6 separate regions of the Mus musculus genome follow, and regions 1, 2, 3, 4 and 6 are each linked to region 5. The links are chromatin contacts, called in public Hi-C and promoter capture Hi-C maps. All regions are on one chromosome and are shown on one strand. The core of a region is the stretch at or near the end of the contact, and the rest is flanking DNA. Distances in the headings are between cores, read along the strand shown. Region 1 overlaps Exoc4 (exocyst complex component 4). Region 2 overlaps Exoc4 (exocyst complex component 4). Region 3 holds the start of Cyren (cell cycle regulator of NHEJ). Region 4 holds the start of Agbl3 (ATP/GTP binding protein-like 3). Region 5 holds the start of Lrguk (leucine-rich repeats and guanylate kinase domain containing). Region 6 overlaps Exoc4 (exocyst complex component 4).

Region 1 (2,700 bases), core at 10-2,509, 630 kb before region 5:
CGGGTAGGATAATGACTTAATAAGTACAATAGTATTGAAACAATGGAGTCTTAGGCTATTAGGGAAAGAATTGACAGAAACATGGCTTTTTATGTTGTGTGATAATCAATTTTAATGATGTTTTCCTTGGACCTAAAATAATGAACCAAGTATAAAACTTCTTTGCAATAATGGTTTGAACATTATTTAAAATATTTCTTTAGGAAATTATCAGCCTTCCATTTGTTTATGAAATTTCCTTCCTTCCTTTTGTTAGTTAATTTATTTTATTGAGTATTAGAACCAACATTTTTGTATAATTTTAAATAATTTGAAATTTTAAAAAGTTAAGATACAATTTACCTTTAGTAAAATATCATTTTAGAAGATAGTATTAGTTTCTTTTAATATTTTAATATTCTCTCAATTATCAACACTTTCTAAAACTGGAATGTGTTTGTCATTCAGAAAGGAAGTTGGTCATCAACTGTCAATCACCATCACCAGTGTCTCCTTTTCCTTTTTCTCAACCTTTGGTAACCACCAACTTCCCTTTGACTCCATATATCTATTTTTTTCTCTATACTCTCTATAAATGAGATTGTTCATTACATTGCCTTTGTGTATTGGTCTATTATACAGTGTAAAGTTTTTAAGGGTCATTTGTGTAATAGCCTACCTATCTCAGTTCCAGTATTCTTACTGTTTCTTATATTTTTAATTTTATTAATTCTTTGAAGATTCCATGTAATGCATTTTGATTGTCATCATCCCCTCCACTCACCTCTCCACATTCCTTAACCATCCAAATTGGTTTAATACCTTTTTGACTTTTTAAACAGTTGGTTATAGTTGGTTCTGCACATATACTCTTGTGTATGTGGACTTCACTGGAATGTAATCACCCATTTGGTCATGTACCATTTAAGAAAAACACCTCACTTTTTATTAGCTATTAACTGCCAACATTTTTTTGTCGGTGGTGAGACTTTATGCTTACCTCCCTTCTTCATGCTGGATTTGTCTGGCCTGAGCCAGCTCAGGTCTTGTTTGTGCTAGCTCAATTGCTGAGAATTCATTGGTGCAACTTCTCTGTGGTGTTTGAAAGCCACTGTTTTCTTGCAGTCATCCACATTATGGGTCTTGTGATCCTTCCATACCTTTTTCTGCCACAACCCCTGAGCCTTAGGATTAGCACATGTGATCTAGATGCACCTTCAGCATGGAGCAGTCTCAGTTCCTCATTCTCTGCCCTTAGATCACGTGTGGGTCTCCGTGTTCATTACCATCTGCTGCAAAGGGAAACTTTCTCTGCTGAGAGTTGGCTCTTGCATCCATTTATGGGTTTAGCAATAAGTCAGTGGAAGCTGGCTCAACACTATCCATTTAGCAGAGTGATAGTAGTAGCTTCCCTTCTAGGGACTGTGACATGGCTAGCCACATGTTCTTGGCCTTAACTTCAATTGGAAAATGGAGAGTACTCCAGTGGCATTCTGGCTACTGTTGTACCAGTGGGCCTGTCCTGTCAGGCCAGTCATTGTAGTGACAGGGCTCACAGCTAGGTAAGATTGTCGATTCATTTTATCCTCTTGTACTGTACACAGCACCTTCTCGCACTATGAACTCTCGCCAGTGGGGGTGAAGCTTCCCACTCAGCACCAGCTTGAATTCCCTCGTTCTGTCACTCCAGCAAACAGTGTTTTCAGCAGTGTGGGCTTACTGACACATTGTGAAGGATAACCAAAAGCATTGGCTAGAGCCTATAATATTGTGTGGGATGGGTGTATTGATGGGACTTCACTTGCCAACAACGCCAAAGGAAGTAACCCTTCATTGCATTGGCTTTTTAATTTGGCATCTTGTGATGTCTAATAGATGCTTTGTTGCCCTGATAAAGGGTAATTCCATTCAAACTGTTTTTATATGTGTGTTTAATTTATTCTTTTATTTACACATTTACCTATCTACTTAGTGTATGTACACAGTAAATGACATGTGTGTCATAGCACATGAGGTGAGAGGACTACTTGGAGGAAATGGCTCCTTCCTTCAGCTCTGGGTTATGGGGCCAAAGTCAGGTTGGCAGCTTTGTTGGTGAGTGCCTTTATCTACTGAGCCATCCCATGGAACTTTGCATTTAACTTTTTGAAGAAACTACCTGTTTCTTAAGTTAGCCCTACTATTTTATATTCTTTCCATTTTGTTCATATTATTTGAAATCTGAAAGACATATTACAGAAAAATGATTTTTTAAACCAGTCTCCTTGGACCTCATGCATGGTAGATTGAATTATTATGTGAAGCTCTGGAAAGTCATGGGATTTTAGAGCTAAAGAGTTGTGACAAGTCCGTCTTTCTAGTCTTGTGCATTTTGTTTGCTGTATTTGCTCTGTCTAGTGCGGTGCTGTAAATAGTAGGTGCTTAGTACATGTTTCTCAATTAGTGAATCCAGTTACTCTGCCATACCTCCTCCATAAAGGGAAATAGTGCCTAGAGAAGTGAGGTGACGTCCTAACAGTCATTCAGAGGCTAAAGGGCCACGCAGTCTACCATTCTCTTCCCCCTGTCTTTGCCTTTAGTCAGTGTTAGCTCCCGGTTCTTCCTGACCCCTTGGTCTTTGATGACCTGGTACAAGGCTGCATGATTGTTTTCTAGCTGTGTTTTGAGGCCTTATTGACATTTAATGAGTGGTCTTGTTCTCATGAAGTCATTTGCATGTTT
Region 2 (2,700 bases), core at 4-2,503, 740 kb before region 5:
AGTGTGTGTGTGTGTGTGTGTGTGTGTGTGTATGTATTTAGCAAAGTGGGAATTCATTAAGGAAAGGTCCTAGTACAGATTTTAGGAAGAGGACACTCTTCAGAGTTCTGTAAAGGACACAGCATTTTACAGTAGTGCTCTGATATCCCAGATAGAGCAAAGCTTTCAGTCCTGCTCCCCAAACTGTTAGGTTTATCAGCCTAAAATAATAACAGGTAGGATGTCTTTTCACAAAATATTTTTATTCAGGAACAAATGGGCATATTTATTCCTGGCTGCATGTACTATTACAGCTCATGGGTACATTCAAGGAGGCAAAGACTAGACCTTTTCAAAGTTAAACTAGGAAGGTTTTCAAAATTGTTTCAAAACTATTATCTTTGGCCAAAAGGATCACTATCAGGGAAGTATCCGCTCAAGTCTGTAAATAGTAGCTGGACCGGCAGCTAAGCAATAGTATCTTTTTTGTGTAAAGTCGATATCGCTTCTGCTGAAGATTGCTGGTTTTTTTGTTTTTTTTTTTTTGTTTTTTTTTTTTTTAGGCTGCATCATCTCTCTCTCTTTTTTTAAAATATTTTTATTATTACGTATTTTCCTCAATTACATTTAGAATGCTATCCCAAAAGTCCCCCATACCCCCCCCCCCCCCACTTCCCTACCTACCCATTCCCATTTTTTGGCCCTGGCATTCCCCTGTACTGGGGCATATAAAGTTTGCGTGTCCAATGGGCCTCTCTTTCCAGTGATGGCTGACTAGGCCATCTTTTGATACATATGCAGCTAGAGTCAAGAGCTCCGGGGTACTGGTTAGTTCATAATGTTGTTGCACCTACAGGGTTGCAGATCTCTTTAGCTCCTTGGATACTTTCTCTAGCTCCTCCATTGGGGGCCCTGTGCTCCATCCAATAGCTGACTGTGAGCATCCACTTCTGTTTTTGCTAGGCCCCGGCCTAGTCTCACAAGAGACAGCTATATTAGGGTCCTTTCAGCCAATGCTTGACTCTTTGTAATCCTTTTTTTCTCTCTCAGTCCCCATGAGTGAGGACCCCTCCATTTTAGCCTCTATACTCTGTTAGAGTCTGATATAAAGTAAATGACTAAATTGTGGGAGAAACTTTTTAATTTTTATTTTATCAAAAGTAGTTAATCCTGGCAAGGACTCATATTTCCAGAAATGTCTCCTTTTCTGTTGTAGATGAACCTGTCTCCTCAGGTTGTGTAGTCCAGTCCTCACCAGTGAGCACTTAGGAATAATAGATAGATAGCCCTTTGTGTGCTTGCTAGACTGGGTTGGGTTCTGGTAACCCTTTTAGGAAAACAATTGCTTTGTCATGCGACTTTTGCTTTGTTTGCACATTTTTTTTTGTGGGATTGTAAGATTGTTCTTTGTTTGTGATAGTTTTCACTAGTTGAAACAAGCTAAATAAATAGCCAACATGTGATCATTATGACTCATGAAAGTAGTAATACCTGAACCTATTACCTTTAAAGCTTCATTCAGTTGTGTTTCTTAGTTCCTGTCTGATAAATATTTAAAATTTTGCAAATCCTTGATCTCATGTTTGCTTAGAGATCTAAATGAGAGTGGATCCACAGGGAGGCCTGGAGTTTGGTGTCTCTGGCAGTCTACAGTTCACTCTCTCTTCAGGTAGATACTTGGGAGTAGGAGGCTATCTAGGAGAAGGAGGTTGAAGCCTCCTGCTTCTCCTCGTTTTTTGGCTTGTGTCTTAATTTCTTTTGGAGATAGTTGCTAATATCATTTATCTCTGTGAATATCTCTACCAAATTTTTTTAAAAAAACTATTACTTTCTTTTTTTTTTCTTTCCATTTTTTATTAGGTATTTAGCTCATTTACATTTCCAATGCTATACCAAAAGTCCCCCATACCCACCCACCCCCACTCCCCTACCCACCCACTCCCCCTTTTTGGCCCTGGCGTTCCGCTGTACTGGGGCATACAAAGTTTACGTGTCCAATGGGCCTCTCTTTCCAGTGATGGCCGATTAGGCCATCTTTTGTTACATATGCAGCTAGAGTCAAGAGCTCCGGGGTACTGGTTAGTTCATAATGTTGTTCCACCTATAGGATTGCAGATCCCTTTAGCTCCTTGGGTTCTTTCTCTAGCTCCTCCATTGGGAGCCCTGTGATCCATCCATTAGCTGACTGTGAGCATCCACTTCTGTGTTTGCTAGGCCCCGGCATAGTCTCACAAGAGATAGCTACATCTGGGTCCTTTCAATAAAATCTTGCTAGGGTATGCAATGGTGTCAGCGTTTGGGTGCTGATTATGGGGTGGATCCCTGGATATGGCAGTCTCTACATGGTCCATCCTTTCATCTCAGCTCCAAACTTTGTCTCTGTAACTCCTTCCATGGGTGTTTTGTTCCTAATTCTAAGGAGGGGCATAGTATCCACACTTCAGTCTTCATTCTTCTTGAGTTTCATGTGTTTAGCAAATTGTACCTTATATCTTGGGAATCCTAGGTTTGGGGCTAATATCCACTTATCAGTGAGTACATATTGTGTGAGTTCCTTTGTGAATGTGTTACCTCACTCAGGATGATGCCCTCCAGGTCCATCCATTTGGCTAGGAATTTCATAAATTCATTCTTTTTAATAGCTGAGTAGTACTCCATTGTGTAGATGTACCACATTTTCTGTATCCATTCCTCTGTTGAGGGGCATCTGGGGTCTTTCCA
Region 3 (2,700 bases), core at 57-2,556, 850 kb after region 5:
CGATCTTCAATGCCTACAAGGAGGAACCAAGTCAGTAGATTCTAGTAAGTCAACGCTCTTCCAACTTACCAGCAGTAATTACTAGTCAGTGTAGGGCAGACCTGAGGTGACCCAGAGGTGAGCAGAGCCCAGAAGGCCAAGCCATGTACACTGTGTCACATGGAGGACTAGCAGCAGATAGGACATGGGGCCTGCAGACAGATATCTGTAGCCCCTCCCCTGCTCTGTGCCCCACACAGGCAGTTGCAGCAACAAGAAATGCTTTCCTGTCATTTCTACAGCCCAAAGGAAGGAAGAAAGGGGATTCTGGCCCAATCGTCCATCTCCATCTATGTCACAAACTTCTCACCTCTACTGTGATTTGGTTACTGTTAGCATGCTAACGTTCCTTCTAGGCTCCACTCAACTACCTAGCAACAGCCAGGTACAAACCTGGCTTGCTATAAAAGGACTATCTGGCCTCTCTCATGCTCTCTGAACCCCCCTCCCCACTTCTCTCTCCACATGTTCCCTCTTCTTTGTTCCCTTTCTCTCTTTCTGTCCCTCTCTCTCTTTCTGTCCCTCTCTGTCCCCTCTTTCTCTGCCTCTACTCCCTTCTCAACCCCCCTTCTCATGTCCCCAAATAAACTTCTTTTTATACTAGACCCATCATATGGCTGATACCTGGGAGTAGGAGGGGGTTCAGCTTGGGCCCGCTTAAGGCACCCCCTCCCTCCCTCCCATACCACATTTTACAAAACATATCAATTACTAAATCCCCCAGGCTTTCTAATTCACACATTTCAATGGGCAGTGCTCCCCCTGCCCCCAACATACACCAGTAGACAATTTTGGCTCATCCAGAATGACTGTTTATAACTTCATTTAAACCAAACAACTTGTCCAGCCACAGAACAGAAGTCGATTAAGAGGAATACCATCCAGTGAGTGACAGTGTACAGAAATGAGTCAGACCCGGCAGTACATGTGTATCATGTCCATTTTATAGACGAGAAACAGACGTGGTTAAGAATTAGCGTGCACAAAGTCGTAGAAAGCTGGATATCGACCATCGAGCCAGCAGCCAGGTCCTGCCCGCCGCAAGGTTTCTGGAGCTCAGCGCTGATCGGGTCGGGCCCGTTGGGTCCCTGGAAAATCTCACCCAGAAGGCACACGCGGGACGTCGCTGCACTAGCGCGGAGCTGGCCGCGCCACTCCCTCCCTACCGCAGAGGGCGCAGAGCCGGGGGCCTGGGGACAGGATGGAACCGTGGGCAAGAGGGGAGGGCAGCGCTGCGGTCCTTCCCGTGGGTTCCGGGGATTCAGAACTGCGAGACGCGCACGCATCCCACCGCCCGCCCCTTCCGGCTCCTGCGCGCTCCCGGCGTGCGCGCTCCGGACCCGGGCGCTGGCTGGCCGCTAGGGCCCCGGGTGCCCCCTGCAGACCGCGGGTCACATCCGCAGGCTCCTGTTTCTGTCAGCTGTTGTGACGGAGGCGCAGCCGTTGGTTCTTAGCGGCCAGAGTCAGTAACTAGGGGAAGCAAAGAAAGGTTCCCTCTGCAGAAGTGGAGGAGGCGCCAAGCTAGCTCCCAGGTGTCCGGAATCTTTCAGCTAAACGCATGCATGATTTTAAGGCAACCTGGGTGGTTGGGGAAAAAGCCAAGGAAGACGACTGAAAAAAACACAGTAGGAGGCCCTCACAGGGGAGGTTCTTCTCTGGAGCGCTGGAGCAAAGGAAACCTCAGATCTGATTCTGTCTGCCCCCAAACGGAGAAATCAAGAGTGACCAAGTTCGATTTACAACAGCAGGTCAACACCGCACTCTGGACTGGGGCACCCACAGCTCCCCTATTGAGCACGGTTTCTCCATAGCCTTTCCCTAATGCTAATCCTCAATCCTAAACTGATAGCTCGGACCAGGAAATTAAAGGCCCCAACTCTTAATGGGATAAACCAATGGCTTCCAATCCCACAGATGACCCCTAGAGTCATTTTAGCTGCTCTTGAACCAGGCCAGGCTGCCACCTTTCTGGGAGGGCAGCCCCTAGCTGTCAAGAAAGTAGCATTCATTGACTGTAAATAGGGCGGGCCCTCTACCTCATCTGATGTGAGCCAAGCAAGCCTAATGCTGGGTGAGAGGGCATCCTTCCATTCTTGGATTCCTTTGATTCTTAATAACTCTCCCGACCCTGCACATCTCTTAAAACTTCTCCATGGCCACCCAGCAAATAAGGCTAAAGACCTGTGTGGCTGCATACAGAGCCTGTTGTCAGCAAAGACCCCAGCAGCAGGAGGGAAAGACCAAGCTAGGAGACTTGCCTGTGCTGGAGTCCACATGGGTTTTATTATTTTTAAATTGGCAGATAAATTTATTGGCTATAGTAACAAGTGTCCGTCAGCTTCATTTAGTCAGCAGGCACTGTAATCGTGACTGTACTTCCAGACCCCACACCGAGCTCCTGGGCATGGGTTTGGGGCTCAGCAGAGACAGGGCCCCAGGGCACAGGGAGGGAAATGCAGACTTGCACCTGCCAGGCGAGGTTCTCAGCCCCCAGAAGAGTGACTCAAGGTTTGCAGTGTGACCTGCCTTCTTGGTTGTGCCCCACAACACCTTCACTCAAGGACAGCAAAGGACAGAGCCCTACTAAGGCCCTCAGGGGTTCCAAAGAGGCGCTTTGAAGGATGCATTCTTCCTGGGAGGGGTTGGGGAGGAACAAGCTCT
Region 4 (2,700 bases), core at 194-2,693, 750 kb after region 5:
CCTATAGCCTTTATCCATGAGTAAAGAGAAACAAAACAACAACAACAACAACAACAACAAAAAACAATAGATTCCATATAAAACAAACTGGCTTACCCTATTTACTGTCCAACAGCACAATACCACCAGCGGGGGATGTTTTAAGAAAAGTCTAGCTTGACTGTGATTCTAGTGGTACAAGCCAAGGGAACACATTTGGTGACGGACTTGCAGGCAGAGAGTCCCAAGTGACCAAATGGTACCCCTTAGCAGAAACTGGGAGTGGGTGCCCTCTGTTGTCCTATAGAGCCACTAAGTTTTAATTATGAGAACTCCACGCCGATGGTCTCATTCATCTTACTTACCCCTGAACGGCCCCACATATAAACAGAAGTAGGGTTATGTTTCTGTTCTTACATATCCACAGGAGCAAGTAAATTTCGGTACTGGAGCTTTGAGGATACCCTCAAACCAGAGAGTCTCTGAGCATTGTCTCCGTTAGTGATATACACATGGCATAAAACCAAGCACAACTAACTATGAAGACTAGTTTTCAAACAAGTGTGATCAATGGCACACTTCATTTCCTCAGGCCAATGCCCAAAGAAACAGAAAGTCTCAAGGTCTGACACAAACACATTCCCAGAAAGTTAACAAATCTAGAGATGCTAACCCATTTCCATGCTGAAACTGAAGCGCTTAATGCGAACCATGAGGGCACTGAACACCTCCTCATTCTTTTTGTCTATATGGGTTTTTCTTTTATTAACTTTACTTGGAAAACTGTTCCAACTGTATTATCCACCAAAGTGAAAAGTGACCAACAAATCAGGGTTAAATATACACACACAAACACAGATCCTAAGACTGCTGTGGGGGTCTTATTGACTTAAATAAGGCAAGGTGGGAGATTTGCTTTGTGAAAGTGTTGGCTAACAAAGAATTTCTAAGCTGATGAAATTTTTGAGAATTTACCCTTATACATATAACCATGACTCCTCCAAATCAAGTATTTTAAGTCTCACTTCCAGAATAAGAATGAATTATAATTGTGCAAAATAGAACTCAACCTTTTAACTTCAAATAAATTAGTTCATTTTTATTAATAAGGTTCAGTTCAGAAAATTAACTTGCCCGTGGTCATCAGGTTGTTAAAAGTCAAGGGGGGCTCTAGACACAAGCCTTAAACTGTATGTTCTACTGCCTTCTCAGCGCAGGCACCTAGCAAACAAGTTATAGTCACTCAGAACAAACTGCAGTCGCATCTTCCCCAGTGCTAAACTCTCCCTCCTGCAATGCTCAAACCGGTCCATACCATAAGCCAAGCCAGGAGTTCCCATCATCCCCTAGCATCAATGTCTCCCGCCAAAAACCTCACCACCTTCACAGCTGTCCCTAGGAAGAAATCACTAAAGCTCCCCAAAGTCTCGCGAGAGTACAGCCGTTGCCCTGGCAACAAGCGGCCTGCTCTCTCAGCGACCGCTGAATTTCGATGGCATTTGCTCTGACCCTGTCGTCGCCCGGTGCCTGGGGGACATCCTAAAGTATTCTCCCGGCAGGGGTGGGACGACCGGCGGACTTGAAGAGGCCCAGGGAACGAGGCGGGCGGCGGACGCGCCGCTTAGGCAGCGGGGAGCGGGGGAAATGCGGCCCTCGGCGCGGGACGGCGCGGGGCCCGCGTGAGTGAGGAGGCTCCGCGCGGGTCCCGCCCCGAGAGAAGGCCTGGCGCGGCCGCACGCCCCCCGCTCGCCGCTTCGGGCGCGGACCGGCGTCCGCGGGCTTCCGGCGCCTAGCGCCTGCACGCCTCGTCCGCGCACGTAAGGAGCTGCCGCCGGGCGTCCCGGCGGGTTGTCGTAATTTCGAGCCGTCATCCGGGGCTGAAGCTTCGGTCTCCGCCCCGAGATGTCACCTAGAAACCGCTCTCTCGACTGCAGTTGGCGTTTATGATGAAGCTTCGCGAGGCCTTCCGCGCCGTCCGCGCCCCCGAACGCGCTCGTCTGTAGACGTCAACCGGGGGCTGAGAAGGTGTTTGTCGGCGGTGGTCAAAAGGCTCGCTTTTAGAGAGAACCAAACACCAGTAGTTGTGAAATTGGTAAATTCTTTTGGTGTCCTCCAAAGTGTAAAAGCTTGGCAAGGATGATTTCATTGCAAATAAGAAAAGAGGAAACGTATACCTAAAACTGTATTATCCCCAAAGGCACAATCACTGGCATGTGTAGCAGGAGGAAAATGTCATTTTAGTAAAATGCCAATTTCAGGCTTGCCTAGAAGCAACAGTGGTCATCTCCAGCCGGACCTTCTGGTAGCTATTCCAATACAAATGGTGTCATTGGCTTTAAAAGTTAAATATACAGTAATGATCACGGTTAAAGAGAAACTTAAGTTATACACACTGAAGCTCGGGTCAACTGAAAGTTCAAGAGAAAGGGGAAAGTTTTTACACTATTGCTACATTTTATTGTCTGAATAATTATAACTTTTCTTGTGTACTTTTTAATGCGTGAAGACAATCCCCATTTACTATTGCAGTGTAGTGTTTAGTTATGAATATAAAATGTAAATGGCCTGGCTATATACTGTGGAAGTTTTTCAACTAAATTATTTACGTGATTTGTCTCTCTTGTTTCAACAGATTTTTTAAGTTTTATTTTTGTTCATAAAACATACTGACAGGTTATAAATATATCCCCCTTCATCTCTTCTAAAATTCACACCCCCATT
Region 5 (2,700 bases), core at 81-2,580:
CACACATAGGGTTTGCGTTTTTATAATTTCTGCAAGAGCAGAGCGAACACTCTAGTCTTCTTAGTTAGGTGGATCCAGACCCTAAGGCAATGAGGTTGGAGAGAAATCCCTTGTCAAAATCGGTACCCACTAGGAAAAGAAATAACAGGCAAGGCAAACCTAGCAGAGAGATACTTTCATTGCGCCCTTTCCAGTTACGAGCCGCAAGATAATGAAGGAAGGTAATTCTGAAAGCTTTATGTCAGTTTTAATGGTCCCTCAAGCACTAAGAAAGATAATAGTCAATGGATGGTGTCCATAAGAATTTTTTCTCCTTTTCCCCTGACAGCCATTGATAGGATCATTTTGTATTTGTAATGGCTGTCACTGAAGCATGGAGAAATGGCCCAGTAAGGCCAGAGGATGAAGACAACTTCCCTGTCAGGATCTCTGTTGTCATTGCTATGGCAATAATAGTTGCTACAGTTCTCGTTCTGTTTTTCTATAGCATGTCTATTTTGTGGAGCTTAAGGCTATAGGATTTGGGTTTCATAAAATCACACTAGCAGAATGCCATGCCTTTTCTAATCCTTCAAGAAGAACATTTGATAAAACTATTCAGCAGGATGAAAATAATTACAGATGCAGGTCACTTGACTAATTATTGATGGAATACTAACCTCTTCACAGGGGTTCAGATACACTACAATTAGTTTGATTTATTTTCCTTTTCTCTCCTCCCTTTCCCTTCCTTCCCTTCCCCAATCTGCCCCTCTGGTCCCACTGCTAGCTTTTTTCTTCCCAAGGACCAGACTCAGAGTTGGACAGGTATGTAAATTAACTACAAATGAGCTCTTAAAATCCTTTGGTAGTTTCTCTTCATTATCTACAATGAAAGGAAAAGGAGAGGAGTCAGGTCTTTTCAATCTTCTATGTCACGGCCTCATCTCCTCCCACGGCGCTGTGCATAGTGTTAAATTTCATCTTTACTAGCTTTCCGACCGACAGAATTAGGGATGTCAAATGCTTCCAAAGTTCGATGGTGTGAATGAAGCCAGACTGGAGATGCTTGTGTGAATGTTATCAAATGTGAGGTGAACAAGCTCAAAGAAGGACAGGCAGCAAGAAGACAAAGAAAGTGGGTGGAGAAAAGGGATTAAAAGTACATGCAAAAAGGAACAACACTAGCCACTGAACGTAAAGAGGAAAATAAAAGAAGCAGCAGAACGCTGCAAAAGTGAACGCCAATGGAGACCTTGACAGAATGTGCAAGTACGGAAGCTTGGACTACAGCCCCCCAGAGTTCCTTGCAGCGCCGCGGGCCATGACGTCAGTCTCCTAGGCAACGCGTATAAACAAGATGGCGGCCTTCGAGCGAAATCCCTCGAGATGGAAAGGCACCCGTTTCAGGCGGGGTTTGGGCGCCTCTCGCATTGCAGCCCAGGCGATACTGTCGCTCACAGAAAAACAAAGTCAGGGCCGTTGGCCTTCTTTCCCCCTGGGTCTGAAGTCAAAAGGGACTTTCAGAAGCGCCTCCTCTTACCTCCTCCACCAGCTCATCCACCGCTCTCATGAGGCAGAAGCGGAGCAAGAAGAGAAGCAACAGGAGGACGGAGAATCTGAAGAGTCAGAGGAGTCCGAAATGCAGAATTTGGAGGTGTGCCTCCCCCCCTCCCCAACCCGCACCCCAGTCTCAGGCATCCTCCAGCCGCTCAACCTGGCTGCCTCAGCGGCAGCTTGCTTCTGCCTTCTCTAGCCCTGGGCTCAGCCCACTCCACTCTAGCCAGAGGGCAAGGGCTTTTCTTTGCTGCTTATTTTTATTCCCCCATTTCTCGTGTGCTTCACCTCCTGTCTTGGAGAAAGGGGGTGAAACCCTCCAAATATTTACTTTCTTTTCCTAGTTTCTTATCTGTCAGATTACACACTGTTATAACGGGGGGAAAAAAATCAGTGTACCAGTATGGGTTTAATGCTTTCAAAATTACGCATTGACAAAATTATGCGGGCCATTCATCTTCTTCCTTCCTCCAGGGTGGTTTAAAAAAAAATCCCAATGCTCTGCTGAAGACGAAATAATGTATACGTTTTATATGTTACTTCTGCTCGGGGTATTTGTGTGCCTATTTAAGCACTCCCACTCTTTCTGGTTAGAAGGGAGCCACAGCATGATCAGAGAGAGCCAGCTCACCCCTAGTTGGCAGAGTTTGGCTTATGGGGAGCGTTCCCAACGCTCTTAACTATTTTCCTAATCTCCTGATTCCACTTCCCTTCCCCACTTGACTGTATTCCCACACACCGACTGTCCTTCCTCATCCCTTCGCTTCCTTCCACCTTGCATTCCCTTACTCCTAGTATTGGCTTCTATTTATTGTGCTTTTTCAAAATCGTAGGTTGATCTGTTTCCCTCTCATACCCAGTTAGGCTTTTCTCTCTGTCATAGCTACTCAGAACCAACATCTTTCTTGATTTCACTTCTTGCCTTTTTTCGCTGCTCCCCCTTCTTTTCCCTCAGCTTCTTCACAAGCCACCTTTCTCCCCCTGTCAAACATGGCTCCTGGTTTGCCTTCTTTCTTGTCCTTCCTGCCTCTGACCTCCCGTTACTCCACTTCTGCCCTCCTTTCCCTGGGCTCTTGTCTCTAATGCCCTTTCCTGCACTTGGAATATTTGGCCTATTTCCCCCCTCATCCCTCTTTTTGTTTTTCCTAGTCTACATCTTTCTTC
Region 6 (2,700 bases), core at 57-2,556, 710 kb before region 5:
CTCTGAGGGTACTGGTTAGTTCATATTGTTGTTCCACCTATAGGGTTGCAGACCCCTTCAGCTCCTTGGGTACTTTCTCTATCTTCTCCATTGGAGGCCCTGTGTTCCATCCAATAGCTGACTGTGAGCATCCACTTCTGTGTTTGCCAGGCACTGGCATAGCCTCATGAGAGACAGCTATATCAGGGTCCTTTCAGCAAAATCTTGCTGGCGTATGCAAAATTAATTTATTAACTTTAATGTAAGGGGTTTTATTATAGGTTATATGGCTTAGAGTATGTATTACTTTAAAAATTATTTATTTATTTATTTATTTGGAAAGTGTTTTCCATAGAATATATTTGGATCATGTTCATCCCACTCCCAACTAATACCATTTCCTCGAACTTCCCTATCTGCTCAGTTTTATGTTCATTCTTTTTTCCCCTCTGTCTCCAAACAAAGCCAGAAGCCAAATGCAACCCACAAAAATGAAGGTGAAAATCAAAACAATCATAAAACCTGTAAGACAACCACCAATAACAAGAAAAATGCCCCCAACAAAGCAAAACAAGGAGTCAAAAAGATAAAAAAGAAAAAAAGAAAGACGAAGAAGGAAAGGAAGGAAGGAAGGAAAAAAAGGAAGAAAGAACGATAGATCATGGAGTTTATTTTGTGGGGCTCATCCTGGAGTGTGGTTGATGTACCCAGTGACACTCCATTGGAAAACCTTTTCCTTTTGCTAGAGTATATTGCAACTAGCATTTTGGTTAGGAGTGGTACCCTGTGTGCACTTGCCCTCTTGTTGCTGGGATCCTGTCTGGCTTGCACTTGTGCAGTTCTTGTGCATTCTGCCAGACTCTGTGAGTTCCTGTACGCATCAGTTCTGTTCTTTCTGGAGTACACTGTTTACTTGGAGTCATCCATCCCCCCAAGCTTAGAGGGGTTGATGAAGACATTCATTTAGGATTGAGTGCTTCCAAGTCTCTCATTCTCTGCACACTCTTAGTTGTTAATTTTCATTGACTTCGTGAAGTTTCTCTGATATTGGTTGAACTGTTAAGTAGGTAAAGCAGATTATAATTAGGAGCCTCTTGTATTGCATGCTCTATGGCTTAGGGTATGTATGAATTACTTTTCTATTGGTGTGATCAACACTAAAGACAAAGGGAACTTGGAGAGGGAAGGGCTTTGACTTAAGCTCTAGAGGTAGGTACAAGAGTCTCTCGCCATCACAGTGAGGAAGTGTGGCAGCAGGTGGTCATGGTGAAGGGAGCATGGAGAACTTATGTCCTGAGCCCCAAACAGGAAATAGAGACAGCAAACTCGAAATGGCAGGTCTCCAGTGACACACTTCCTCTAGCAAGGTCACACATACAACTACTTAGCAGTGCCACCACCTGGCCAAGTGTGGACTTCTGCCCCATGTGGACTGTCCTCATTCAAACTCTCACATTTGTTTGCAAGCATCGGAAGCTACTTTTTATTTCACTCCAGTTCCTTTGCATCAGTGTTTTCTCTCATATACTTTGGTTTATTTTATAATCATGTGAACTATACACAAAACATCCCAACTGTATAAAAGTACTTGGGTGGGTGTCTCTTCTCAAGACATCACTATCATTTATGCCTCTCTTGTTAATCCAATTTAATTTCTCCTTTATCTTTTTTTTTTAAACAAACAATTAGACAAACATATCTTTTCTCATGACCCTTCTTTCTTCTACAAAAGGTAGGATATTCTCTATAGTTTGGTATTTCCACTTCAGCATATCTGTTGGAAATTCCTCTGGCAGGAGTGCAAAGGAAACTTGAGTATCTGTTGTCACACTCTTGACAGCGCTTTGATCCGGAAAACTTAAAAGGGAAACCAACTCAGGAGTCCAACCTGTGTGTAGGGCGTTTCTGTTGTAAGCTTTACATCTCTTCTATTCTGCTTAAAATCCTGTGAATGCTCTACCATCACAGTGTGTAAGTTCAGTGTGTTCTGTGTGTACAGTGCCGTGTGGCTTTCATCTTTCAGAACTGAGTGTCTGTACCTGAGTGTATGCATCAGCTGCTCTTTCCCCCTCTCCTTCATTTCTGGCAGCTAGCATTGAGTTTCTGGGAATTTGACTATTCTGTGCACTGCGTATCATTGGAATCACAGAGCTTGTACTTTGTGACCAGCAAGTCTTGCTCAGCATAATCTGTTAAGGTCAAGCCAAATTGTAACGTGTGTCAGAACGTCCTTCCTCCTCAAGGCCAAACACTTGCATTGCTGAGATGCTAATGTGTTTGTCCACTCACATGTTGACGGACACTTGGGTTGCTTCTAGGTCATGGCATGGCAACAGTGTGGTGCTGTAAACATTTTCTTTATCGTCCTATTAGGTCTTTGGAATGTGTATCCAGAAGTGGAGATGCTGGATCATAGGATGAGTCTGTGTTTCCGTCTTTTGAGAAGAGCCTCATGTTTTCACTGCAGTTACACGTGTTTGTTCTGATCACCAGTGCATATGGGCTCTGTTTCTTCACACTTGTCATTTTCTGTTTCCCTTTCTGATAGAAGACATCTTAATTGGTCTGAGGTTATATCTGATTGTAGTTTTTAATTTGCATTTCCCTAATGATTAGTGATGTTGAGCATCTTTTTATGTGCTTGCTGCCTATTTGTTTGTCATCTTTGAAAAATGTTTACTCATGTCCTTTGCCTACTGTGTAATTGGGTTATTTGTTCTC

Evidence for each region. Promoter capture Hi-C pulls out the DNA fragments that hold promoters and counts their contacts. A called contact is a pair of places that touch in the nucleus more often than the background predicts.
Region 1: a Hi-C map of myeloid progenitors shows a contact between it and region 5, with 2.7 times the contacts expected there. The contact joins the enhancer-like site here to the promoter of Lrguk in region 5. A contact is called at or near these places in 12 of 39 promoter capture datasets (the 3T3-L1 cell line, 3T3-L1-derived adipocytes, the C10 cell line and 6 more), 7 of 484 Hi-C or Micro-C datasets (the G1E-ER4 cell line, the HL-1 cell line, cortical neurons and 3 more), 1 of 115 datasets of contacts at active chromatin or transcription factors (astrocytes) and 2 of 9 other capture datasets (embryonic stem cells and macrophages).
Region 2: a contact with region 5 is called in a promoter capture Hi-C map of embryonic stem cells, with 4 times the contacts expected there. The contact joins the enhancer-like site here to the promoter of Lrguk in region 5. A contact is called at or near these places in 10 of 39 promoter capture datasets (the 3T3-L1 cell line, the C10 cell line, HPC-7-derived erythroid cells and 5 more), 1 of 484 Hi-C or Micro-C datasets (myocytes) and 2 of 9 other capture datasets (adipose tissue and liver).
Region 3: a contact with region 5 is called in a Hi-C map of CD4 T cells, with 5 times the contacts expected there. The contact joins the promoter of Cyren here to the promoter of Lrguk in region 5. A contact is called at or near these places in 1 of 39 promoter capture datasets (hippocampal neurons) and 1 of 484 Hi-C or Micro-C datasets (CD4 T cells).
Region 4: a promoter capture Hi-C map of pre-B cells shows a contact between it and region 5, with 4 times the contacts expected there. The contact joins the promoter of Agbl3 here to the promoter of Lrguk in region 5. A contact is called at or near these places in 2 of 39 promoter capture datasets (cranial neural crest and pre-B cells).
Region 6: a contact with region 5 is called in a promoter capture Hi-C map of the C10 cell line, with 6 times the contacts expected there. The contact joins the enhancer-like site here to the promoter of Lrguk in region 5. A contact is called at or near these places in 8 of 39 promoter capture datasets (the C10 cell line, embryonic stem cells, frontonasal cranial neural crest and 3 more), 1 of 15 datasets of contacts at CTCF or cohesin (the NIH/3T3 cell line), 1 of 115 datasets of contacts at active chromatin or transcription factors (forebrain) and 2 of 9 other capture datasets (adipose tissue and embryonic stem cells).

What each region holds. Positions count from the first base shown.
Region 1 is chr6:33,400,117-33,402,816 of GRCm38.p6, forward strand. All of the region lies in intron 7 of Exoc4 (exocyst complex component 4), which reads left to right. Among named protein-coding and RNA genes, the nearest start is that of Gm38785, 41 kb to the right of the region's middle. Within about 2 kb of position 1,260, at least 20 of the 459 cell types and tissues checked have an H3K27ac peak or open chromatin away from gene starts, as enhancers often do. A contact at or near this core is called in the HL-1 cell line and myeloid progenitors, where this site is marked.
Region 2 is chr6:33,289,123-33,291,822 of GRCm38.p6, forward strand. All of the region lies in intron 3 of Exoc4 (exocyst complex component 4), which reads left to right. Among named protein-coding and RNA genes, the nearest start is that of Exoc4, 41 kb to the left of the region's middle. Within about 2 kb of position 1,254, at least 9 of the 459 cell types and tissues checked have an H3K27ac peak or open chromatin away from gene starts, as enhancers often do. A contact at or near this core is called in embryonic stem cells, where this site is marked.
Region 3 is chr6:34,876,759-34,879,458 of GRCm38.p6, forward strand. It overlaps Cyren (cell cycle regulator of NHEJ), which reads right to left and starts at 1,307. Exons shown (of 4, transcript NM_001135611.1): 1 at 1,142-1,307; 2 at 1-13.
Region 4 is chr6:34,778,989-34,781,688 of GRCm38.p6, forward strand. It overlaps Agbl3 (ATP/GTP binding protein-like 3), which reads left to right and starts at 1,444. Exons shown (of 20, transcript NM_001289656.1): 1 at 1,444-2,071.
Region 5 is chr6:34,028,118-34,030,817 of GRCm38.p6, forward strand. It overlaps Lrguk (leucine-rich repeats and guanylate kinase domain containing), which reads left to right and starts at 1,331. Exons shown (of 20, transcript NM_028886.1): 1 at 1,331-1,636. The coding sequence starts at 1,340. It overlaps Gm38786 (a long non-coding RNA gene), which reads right to left and starts at 1,607. Exons shown (of 4, transcript XR_868961.1): 1 at 1,523-1,607.
Region 6 is chr6:33,321,720-33,324,419 of GRCm38.p6, forward strand. The region is part of intron 5 of Exoc4 (exocyst complex component 4); the gene reads left to right. Among named protein-coding and RNA genes, the nearest start is that of Exoc4, 74 kb to the left of the region's middle. Within about 2 kb of position 1,307, at least 12 of the 459 cell types and tissues checked have an H3K27ac peak or open chromatin away from gene starts, as enhancers often do.